Linked DNA regions of Arachis hypogaea: region 2 is linked to region 1. Evidence: chromatin contacts called from public Hi-C data. All regions are on one chromosome and are shown on one strand. The core of a region is the stretch at or near the end of the contact, and the rest is flanking DNA. Distances in the headings are between cores, read along the strand shown. Region 1 has its middle 11 kb from the start of LOC112766903. Region 2 holds the start of LOC112767175.

What was found. Hi-C and Micro-C count contacts between places; a contact is called where the count stands out from the background.
Region 2: a contact with region 1 is called in a Hi-C map of an unstated tissue, with 2.7 times the contacts expected there. The contact joins the promoter of LOC112767175 here to the enhancer-like site in region 1. A contact is called at or near these places in 2 of 8 Hi-C or Micro-C datasets (leaf and an unstated tissue).

The regions. Positions count from the first base shown.
Region 1 is chr17:113,197,113-113,203,433 of arahy.Tifrunner.gnm2.J5K5, reverse strand. No RefSeq gene overlaps it. Among protein-coding and RNA genes, the nearest start is that of LOC112766903, 11 kb to the right of the region's middle. Within about 2 kb of position 1,618, at least 3 of the 3 cell types and tissues checked have open chromatin away from gene starts, as enhancers often do.
Region 2 is chr17:113,278,099-113,283,557 of arahy.Tifrunner.gnm2.J5K5, reverse strand. LOC112767175 reads right to left here and starts at 1,740. Exons shown (of 7, transcript XM_025813062.3): 1 at 1,316-1,740; 2 at 521-1,178. The coding sequence starts at 1,413.

The sequences.
Region 1 (6,321 bases), core at 369-2,868:
GCTGCTGCAGGAGCACATTCGAGACATGGAAGGTCGAAAAAATTTTCTCTAACATATCGGGTTTAAGGAAGTATCACCATCTTTTGATGATTGTACCTTTCTTCAATGTCTTTCCACAAATCTGCAGGATTTTTTAATGTGGGATATTCATTTTTCAATCATTCGTCAAGACGACGACGAAGGAAAATCATGGCCTTGGTTTTATCCTTTTGGGATGCATTATTTTCAGCCTTAATGGTATTTTCAAGATCCATTGAATCAAGATGGATTTCAGCAACTATATCCATGATAAATAATTATTTCGAAATATATCAAGAACATTAAATTTAAGATGAGAGAGCTTCAACATAATGAAAATTTGTTACCTGGAGTCTTCCTAAAATTTCGTTAGAGTCTCGTGCTGATAACGTGTTGTAAAATAAATAAGAAAGATGTACTAGATATAAAATAAAGATGTGTAAATGGATAACTTTAATAATAATAATCACCACTTCAATATCTCACACTAATAGAAATGTATTAATATTATATATTAATACTTATATACTAAGAGAGAGAGAAGAAAATAGAACTTATAATATTATAGTGCATGAAAGAAGAGAGAGATAAGAATGGTTTGTTATTGCTTGTAGCGTATATCCATTCAGAAGCTTAAGCCTCTATTTATAATGAAACATTTTCAAACTACATTTAATAGAGTCATCATTAGTAAAGAGAGTTTCAATGAAAATGGGCATCCACATTAATACTTATCACAACATTATTATTGATCGTGTGTGTTGTCAGAGGTTTAAACCTCTATTTATACACGTACTAAGCCTTACTTTTCAAAGTTCATTTATTTGCATCTGTCTTAAAGATTGATTCCTTCAATCTTGAAAAAGTTGGCCGCCCAATATTGTGAAGAAAGTCACAATATATTAAATAGACATTCATCCATTTATACTTATCACAATAATAATTATATATTTGAATTTTTTATAAAAATAACTGAAAAATAAGAGAGTTTAATAGATACTTAATTAATAATTAGCAGTATTGAGCTGCGCTTGAGGTGCTCTCCGTTTTCTATTGGGCTTATTGAAGATAAGAAACTGGAACAGTGGAGCCTTACTTAGCCCATAACGCCATTTCCATTTGTTCGTTATCACTCGAAAATCGAAATTTTAAAGTTTATTCATCAATGTCCAGGAAAAAAAAAAGGCTGATTCATACTTTCTTCTTAAAGCAGTTAATTATTTTTTTCACAGAGTCAAAAACTAAGTGTGCTTTATTAGTTTCAGTGCCCTATTGAACCTTTTAAGCAAATCAAAAGGATTTCCATCATCTAAATTTTGAAATTCATTTTAAAGAGTAAAGTATAATTTATTATTATTTATTTTATAAATAAGATTAAAAAAAAAGATGAATGAAAAAACATTCCATGATAAAAGATTTTATTTTATTCTCTAAAATAAAAATCTAAAATTTAGAGAAATAGTTCCAATTACCACTTTCATTTTATTCTTATATTACTTCAAATGTATTATACACCTTTTTTGTTTTGTACGAAGCATACCGCTATGATATTGGTCATAGATTAGAAACCATAGGGGTTATGGATAGCCCAGGCACTGATTAAATAGGTCCTTCCAGTTACCAAAAAAAAAAAAAAAAAGTCCCTTCCAAACAAGAAACCGAAATGCACTATAGACATAAAACCAAACGGTACCGCTATCATTTTCACTTCTATACAAAATCAGAAGTTAACTAGTTAAGGCTATCTTTAGTAAGTGATGTCATGTGATGTATAGAGGCGCTTTTTTTTTTGTATATGGAAGTAAAAATAGTAATATACTTTAATATGATAATTTTTAGTATTTTTTAAAAGTGTGGAAGATACACAAATCGGAAGGTACGATTTGTATACTTTAAATTTTTTAATTTTTTTAACAGAAATTCCTCGCTCCGATTTCTGTACTGTCACAAATCTCTCGGTCTGATTTCTGTACTGTCACAAATCCCTTAGTCTGATTTCACAAATTCATCAGTTCGATTTCTGTATCTTCACAAATCGGACGGTCTGATTTCTGTTTATCTAATTAAACGGTTCCACATTTGAGAATAACACCACATCAACCCACATTTAAAAAAAACACCGTTGCTACTCCAATATCAAAAACAAAATCTTCGATGTATAGATACTTCCACTACGCATTCAATACATAAAATAATTTTTTATATATTTTATTTGAATATAGAATATCATATTTAAATTAAATTATAAACAATTGATTTATCACATAAATTATTTATATTTCTTAAGAATATAAAAAAGAACATCAAATTTGATAAATATTTGTGTAATCTTATCACATATTTAATGAGTGTTTTAAAAATTAATTTTATTCAAACTTTAATTATACATAAATTAGTTAAATGTGTTAGTGTTTTGTGTGTTAAAAATATGTAAAACAGACTACTATACAATAATATATGAAAGAAATGATCATATTATCTTTCGAAAAATACATAGCAGTTATCATTTTATATATACATTGGAGTGAAATGCATGGAAAGATAAAGAAATTAAGATTTTATGTAAAATTATAAAAGTAAATTAAAAACGTAAAATATAAAAATTATAATAAAAATTAAATTGTAAAATTATTTATTTTAATACAAATTTTATAAAATTATTAATTTATTTAAAATTATAAAAAAATTAACAATTACATTGAAATTCTAGCTACTGTACTAGAATAGTGTTATAGAGCCTCACTACACGAAAAACGTTGAGTACCATCGGATTTATCGTAAAAAAATAAATTAAATGGTTACCGTCAGATTTTTTTTGTTGCGACAGATTACCAGTTCGGAAAACAAATTGGTTACTGGCGAATTTTTTCGATGGTATTATTAGCGCCAAAAAATTTTGTTTCGTGCACTATTACCGTCAAATTATTTCTACGGTATATTCGACGGTAATGTCAATGTTTTTAAAAAATTGAAATAAATGGTCCATTTTAATCATAGTTATCAAAACCAAACTGGCAATCGACCCAGCAAAACTACTGGGTCACTGGGTCACTGGTTCAACCGGTGGGTCACAGGTTCAACCGATTAACCCGGTCATAATTAAATAATTATATAAAATTTATTTTTTTATATCAAATTAACTTATTTTTTAATTTATTAATTAATTAGTATCTATTATATTATTCAAATATATGTTGAAAAATATTAATATTAATAGATGGCATATAATTATCAATAACAAAAATATGTCATGATTAATAAAAAACTTTTGCTTATTTTTTTTTAATTTATAGATATTTAACAAAGTTTAATTTTTATTTTAATAATGATATAATTAAAAAATAATTAATTTAAAAAAGAGTAAATATGAAATAAAAATAAATTAAATTAATATGAACGCTATTCATTAGAATAAAAAGATAAAAAAGTATCTTAAATTTGCATGACTAAAAGAATTAATACATAAGTTATTAATTATGATATGTCTAGTAGTTAATAATATATTTATAAAAAGATAGAATATAATACAAAAGGTAAGCTTGTCCTAGTGGTGGCAAGCTCCCTTTATAACTTGAATGATTCAAGTTTGAATCCCAGCGTTGGCAACACTCCAAATTTTTGAAATTTGAGTGATACGCGTGCTGACATCATCAGGTTGCGTGCTGACGGCGGGTCAATCGGTTCGATTCAATCCTCAATTTAGACCGAATTTGATCAGGCTTTTCGGGTTTGGCCGGTTTGCATACTTATCCGGTTAAATTGTTAACTCGGACTGGTTTAGGATTCAGTTCATCGATTTTTTGGTCGAACTGGCCGGTCCGGTCCGGGTTTAATAACTATGATTTTAATTTTAATTTTTACACAATTAATGTTGAATTCATAAATAATGAAAATCTATTATTTAAAATAAATAATACAATGTTCAAATAAAATTAAAACTCAAGTACATCAAATAAATACAATCAAACAATTAAACAAAACACTAATAACTACAGATCCAGGTAGTCTTCCTCGTTATCTTGATCGTTGTCGGTCCCGTGGCTTTGAGTCGGCGGCGCAGAAGGTGGTGATGTCCGTGTGCCACCAGCAGGGTCGATGCCAATGGCGTGCATTTATACCTGATACACCTCCATCTGAGCCTCCATACGCTGAAGCAGCTCTAGTGACTCCCTCTACTCTAGCCTGAGATCATTCGTAGACGTCACACGAGTGAGGATCTCCTGATACCTCTCCCGATAATCATTTAGCTACTGAGCCTGCTGGTGAAGGCTGCGTTAGAGCTCTTGTAGCCTCAAATCCACGCCTTCCTCGGACTCGACTGGTGGCGGAGCCTGACAATGGCCTCAACAAAGAGGTGCGGAGGCCGCTGGCAAAGAATGACCTCATCCCATATACACAGTTCTTGTACGGGGATGAGGCAGTGTCGCGCCAGACCACATCGGGATTGACGACTAAAGCTACAGAGCCATCAGTAGCGTCATCCCCACTCTACTGAGACTACCGAGTCGCAGCCTCTAGTCTTTATTTGTAGAACTCATGTGTAACACAAGTTATTATGTTACAGTTAACACAATATCATATTATGTGTACTCACACAATGGCCCTGAGACTACTGATCAGCAAATCTTGCTTAGTTCTCCTTCAGCGTATGGGTGTACTTGAACGCCTCCTCCAATGTCGCCTCGCGATTCAACGACTTCGACTACACATGTTGAATTGAAAAAATATGTTTAGGATGCCTAGTAATGATATGCAAGAGAATATAGCTAAGTTATTAACAAAATTAAAGTCACTACATACTAGCCTGACCTTAGTCTTCATGAAGGTTGCTGAGCTGCCGGTGTACTTGGATGACTTGGCCGATGCCCTTTTAGCTCTGTTAGTGAGACACTGATGCATGAATTCCTCATTGGTCTCCCAATGAACAAACAGAGCCTTCTTTATTTCAGGTCAAAGCCAGGACATCTGGTGGTCTCGTCCCTGACGAACATCATCCAGCATTTGCTGGAGCCGTCGACCCATTCCATGGTCGAATATTTTTCTGGCGGTAAGAACGTGCTCAGCGTCCCATATAAAGTTCAACTGCAATAAAGAAACTTCAAAATTAGTTAAGCAAGAAAGAGGATATAAACTAGCTAAAAAGGTTTGAAACTGAAAAAAGAAGTACTTACCGCCCATTTCTAAAACCATCGCTCCCTGGTCTCAGTAGGGATCTTCATATAGCAAGGCCATGGATGGTCGTACATCAGCTTGATGACATTGGTCGTCTCCTAAGTACACGCGTTGTTGTTCGGTGCAAACCTAACAACAACCCACAATTACCATAATCAAGTAAACAGGAAACATGAATCACTTTTCAGGAACTTTGAGCAATAACCATAAGCAGAAAACAGGAAACAATAACCAAGCAACCAAATAAACCTAAATCCACTAAACTATAATCACTTTTCAGGCACTTTTAGCCATAACCATAAACAGAAAATAGGAAAATATAACCATGCATTCAAACCTAAATCCACTAAACTAGAAGCAATTTTCAAGCACTTTCAATGATAACTATAAACAGGAAATACATGAGACTCAACGTGATACTTATCTCGTGCCGCCATCAGGCCAAATCTTCAATTGTAAGATAGGAGGTGGTGGAGGGGCATCAGCTGCCACACTTCCGTGGCTGGACTCCGGGGCCGAGACACACGTCGCTGGAGGCGGCGTCGCCGTGGATGCGGGTTGCTAAGTGGTAGGAGGTAGTGTTGTCATCATAGACGGAGGCACATAGTTGGGGTTAGGGACCATGATGAACGGCTGGTTCACTCAACCTGTGGCATCAACGGGTGATCAGAGTCGAGGGAGAGGATCCAGAAATTTCGGGTGTATTAGAAGAAACCCTCCCTCTACTCCGACCACGGCTACGGCCATGACCAGTAGCCTGATCTGCAGCACCTTTACCTGTCATCATGTCTGCAAATAGCATACCAATTAACAGAAATTTAGCACAATAAGTCAACAATAAATTATCGCAATAAAGTGCAAGTATGAGGAACAAGTTCAACACTAATGTACTTCCTATAATCAATAGCACAAGATTGATTTCAAGAATTGAAAATATTTTCTAATATAACACAAAAATCCGACGGTAAACCCGCCAGCAAAGGACGCGCCAAATTAATTTATTTTCCCTTTAAATATTACCGTCGGATTTACTATCGGAAAATAAAATCCGACGGTAATTACTTAACCTTATGAATTCGATGTCGTTATCGCAGGTAAATCCGACGGTAAATTCGCCGCTACTCTGTGATG
Region 2 (5,459 bases), core at 491-2,990, 80 kb before region 1:
TGAAATCTCACACTAATCTCATACTATTAAAATTATCATTGATGATTATTTGATGACTACAAATCACAAAAATTGCTTGTCTCCTAACACTCCTCTTAAATCAATTATTCGTATATAGAATATATTAGAATACAAAATACACAATGAAAATAATTTAAACAATATATGTATATATTAATACATAAATACACGACGATTGAATTTTAATATGTACATAGTATTTTTATGTATACATACCTCGCCGAGTATTGATGACAACTTAATTGTTTTAAGGAAAGGTAATGATCTAAATGAAGTAGTGAACAAGGAACAACTCACATCATCACTTCAATTTGAGTTCATCGAGTGAATAAGCTACCTAAGCATACTAATTAACTGAACTAACTAACTGATTAAACTAAGTGACTGATTGAGTCAAGAGCGAGAATAATGGTTATGCATGCCATCTAACAATGAATATGTAATTCCAACTTCCAAGTTAAAGAAATGAAAAGAAGGAAGAGAAAAATAACAAACTTACATGACTGTTATTATTAGCAGTAGTGGAAGTAGTAGAGTTACTGCAGGGCGGCGAGGAGGCGTGAGTAGGGCGGTGGTGCTGGCTATGATGATGATCAAGATGAAAAGAAAGATGGTTGTCGGAAAATGTAGCAAGACCAAGATCTACTTGTTGATGTGCAGCAGCACCGCCGCCATGAGTGGTAGTTGTCATGAAAGCTGGTAGATCGAAGGAGTGCGAGGTCATATTATTACTAGAAGATGATGGTGATGGTGATGAGTGGTTGTTGATATTATTAGAGATATTTATGGTGGGATAAATGTGACTAAAGTTTCGTCTACTACTAGAAGGTACTCCACAGAAAGTAGTAGTAGTAGTAGTATCGGTATTGGAGTAGAAATCTTGCGCAGAGAAAAACGTCTTGAGCAAGAGCTTGTCATCATCGTGTGTTGAGAATTCGACGGTTGAAGAAGGAGGAGGAGGTGTATGATGAGAGTTTAGCATATTATGATTAATAGTGATGTGGTTGGTGGTGTTTAAGCTTAAGCAGCTTGGTTGTGCAGTATTATCATCACCACTACTAGTAGTTGTTGTAGTTGTCGTCCATAAGTGATGGTGATGATCTTGGATGAGAGGGACCCCAATATTAATATTATTATTGTTATCTTCTTGGATGTGGCTGTTCAATAACACATTCACAAGATAATCCGATTAGAATATGGACAAATTAAAAGCCCTAACTAGATGCATGATGCATTCATTCATTGATGCTGTGTAATATAAGTAAGAATAGCATGGACTACTACTACTACTTACAAAGTGATATTTGGAGTCCAAGAATGGTGGGTGGTGGATCCATATGATGATGATGAGGAAGATGAAGAAGGATGTTGATGGAGATTTGGAGATTCCATATTAATGACAATAATGGGTGGTTTTAAAAGGAATAATTAAGGTGATTGAAAATCCCAAGGATATATACTCTCATCACTGAGATAGATAGATGAAGGGAATCTGGCACGCACTGTGTTAGTTCTCATCAATGGATATCGGAACTAAGTCACTAACACATACCCTTTCTTTACTCTTTCTTTGTTTCGTTTGTCACAGTAAAGTATCCTTGAAAAGGAAGGAAGAGAGGGTCATGAGTAGCTGTAGTAGCATCTATACCCCATACCTCTCTCTGACTTTTAATTATTCAATTTTTCAACTTCACTACTTTTTCCCCCTTTCCCTCTTGCACCTTGCAGCTTTGCTTTCGACCCTTAATAAATTAATTACTAATTAAGTAGTATATAATTTTGTCCTTTATGTATTCATTAGCCGGCCACCACCCCACTTTTTTTTTTTTTCATTATTCAACTAATTAAATAATTAGTGCCATTTTAATTTTTTATATGAGAAATTTTTGGGTAAACAACTTTTAATATGTTTTGGCTATTATTTAGTCTGTATAAACACTAAATTATTTTTAATAAATAAATTTTATTAATTTATATGTATAAATTTTAAAAATATAAATATAAATTATATTAATTTATATGTATAAAATTTTTATAAATATAGATATAAATTATATTTTTTTTGTATAAAATATCTAAAAATATAAAGATAAATTATTACTGATCAAATAATAATAAAAAAAGATAATATTTATTTGACATGTAATATTGTTCCAAATTAAATAATTATTCAACTAATTAAATAATTTTTTATATATATACCCAGCTCCCAATCAATTGTGCAATTACAGGAATGAAGAGTACTCTCTCTCTCTCTCCCTCTCTCTCTCTCCATATGCCATGATTAAAAATCCTTTCCCTTCAATCCCAAGAGAGTATACAAGACACTTTGATCAATTTGAAATCATCATAACAGCCACTACTCTATGCACTGCACGCTCCAAGTCTTCCACTTTTATTTAACACACACTACTTTCATTTTCTGCTTAAATACGTTTCATTAACCGAGTATGAAACAAAATTAGTTGTTAATGCTACTTACATGAACGAGATTATTATTATTAGGTCATGTCACCGTCCATTAACGAATTGTGCTCTGTGCCCTTGACCTTTTTTTGACCTCCTATTGACCTCCTTTCACTACAAATTAATCATTCATTTCTCAATCAAACTTGGATTACATTACTTTTAATTAACTAATTGAAAGAACATAATTTAAAAAGTAATCAATTGACTATCTCTATCTTATTGATGTTGATCAAAAGTATATATTACAATTGAGAAAAATACTTGACTTATTAACTTTTAAAAAGAAAAGTAAAAATACAATGATTTTGTTATCAGAAAACATTTGCAGACCTCATCAATAATGGACCTTAGTGTTTTCTTCGCTGCTGCGCCATTCGCAGTCAAATTCCTTATAATTGGCTTCGGTGCGCTCTGCTTACAGGCTTAGAGCATGCTGGATGGAGGACATCATGGTCATTTCCATAGGCCTCATTCTTTGTTTTTCCTTGATATATACATATGTGGGTAGGGTATATAAGAATTCAGAATAAATTGCGTTCCGGAATGTCCTATCATGCTAGTTAGGGGTTCTATGAATGATTAGTCTAAAAAAACAAGAGTAAACTGCCTAGGGGTGTTCAAAACCGATCTAAACCGAATAAAACCGATCAATCGAACTAAATAAATCGAAAACCGAACAAATTGAAAATCGAAAAAACCGAAAAAAATGATATTTTGTTGTTTTTTCTGTGGTTCGGTTCGATTTTCGATTTTAATAGTGAAAACCCTAACCAAACCGACTACTTGAAAAAACCCTAAAAATCAAACCCCCCAACCCCAACTCTTCAAGTAGCCGCCACTCCCACACTCAGCAACCCTAGTCCCCACTCCCCAACTCTCTCCACTCTCCGTCTCCCCTTGAGTCCTCAACCACTTCGCAGCGCCAAAAACTCCTCCACCCACCCTCCATAGAGCCGTCGTCCTCTCAGCCACTGACATCGCCAAATAGCACCCTCTCGGCGACCCTTCCTCGTCAGTCGTCACACTTCCCTCGTCTCAGTTCTCGACGCGGTCTTTTCTCTTCCGACCTTCCTCATCGTGCTTTCCTCTCCTCGGCGGGGTTCTGTCTCTCCCCCCTTCCTCTTCGTCCTCCACGCCCCGCAGCCGCCGTCTCCTCCACGCACCAGGAGCTGCGTCGTCCTCCACGAACAGTATTCTTCGTTTCTTTCAGAACTGAGAGGAGTCACCAACATTTGATTCCATTCAATTCACCCTTCATAAACCCTAATTTTCAACCAGGTAACGTTCTACCTAGTTTTCTTTCTTTTTTCCTTTCAGTATTCTCTTCTAATATCAAATCCTAGGGTTTATCACACATAGAATTTGACGATTTGATTCATGTTGCGTTGAAGAAATAATGTAATTTGGCTTTCAATATTTTTTTTCTGATAAAATAATTGTTCAATTGGTTGTTTATTATATATCGATGCTAATTATGCATGGGATTATGCCATGTTTAATCATTGTATTTTGTGTAGATTGTATAACAAAAAATTTCATAGCTTTGATGGTTATGCACTTATGCTTGTGATTTTGATAATTTGACCTGAAGCATTAGTTCAAATAATTCAGTTAATCGTTCATTGTACTTTCTCTCTATTGTATTAATCTTATGAAATGTAACTTGGGATTACTTTTGAAGCAAAAAATTTTCAGAAAGTTATGTGTAATTTGTGAATCTGTGAATTGTATAATTATATTTTTTTATTCTGGTTTTAGCTATGTTTGTCTTTGTTTGTGTCTCTCTTGGATTGTGAATTTGTGATGCTATGACATGCTGGTTTTAGCTATGTTTGTCTCCCAGCAGCGCCGAACCTAGCTCTTCCAACCCCTCTCAGCAGCGCCGAACCCAGCCCCTCCCAGCAGTGCTGAACCTAGCCCCTCCCAGCACCGTCAAAGGTCAGAGTCCACCGAGTCAAATAAAGAGCCTCCAAGTCAGGTATTTATTGAATATATTTGTTGCTGATTGTTGTTCATTGTTGAATATATTTGTTGAATGTATTTGTTTGAATTTATGCTTCTGATTTTTTAATTATTTGTTTAGTATATTTGTTCAATGTATTTGTTATTGATTTTTGGAAGTCTGTTTCATTGATGCAGGGATTGTGGCACGGGATAGATTTATTGGCTTCAATCGAGGATTTGGGTCCAATGCTGTGAAAAACTTACCAAACAACAGATTCGGCGATCTTTTATTCCATTATAGTTTCAATCTTTCCCATGTTGTTAATATTTTTTTTCCTTGATTTTTTATGTTCAACCTATTGATATTTTTGCTTCTGCTTCTGCTGGTTATTGGTTAAACACGTACCAGTACCAATATACTTGGTTCTCACCTTTTAGTTGGTTGTTAGTTATTATTTTTATGCTGTCATTAATGGATTAACATATTTTCTTTTTGTATTTTTAAGATGTTATATATATTGATTCTGTATTATTATACTACTCTTTTTATAAACTATTTAGAGGAATAGTTCTGGCTCTTATCTTTCCCTTCCTAAAATGTATTTTGCTCCACCCTCAGCCCTCAGCTCTTGCTCATTTTCATGATTAATTAAACTTGATTTTTACTGAAGAAGTTCCATTAATTTGTCATGAATGTCATAGCCTTCACAACATTTTGTTGTTAATGGTGAAAGTGAAAAGTTGTATAATTTGCAGTAGAAATTTCTGCATTTTGTCCAATTCCTGTCAGTACATGAAATTAAGAATGTTTGAAGAGAAGTGTACATACTAATGTTTGTTAGTTGCTTATACTTCACAATTTTTTAATATTTCATTCTTGGCTCTAGTAGTTCCTGCAATATTTTAAGACTTTTTTTCTGTAATTAATTGGAAAACGGAACAAATCGAACCAAACCAAACCAATTTGGTTTGGTTCGGATGATTTTGATAAAAAAATCGAACCAAACTGAACCGCAGTTTAATTA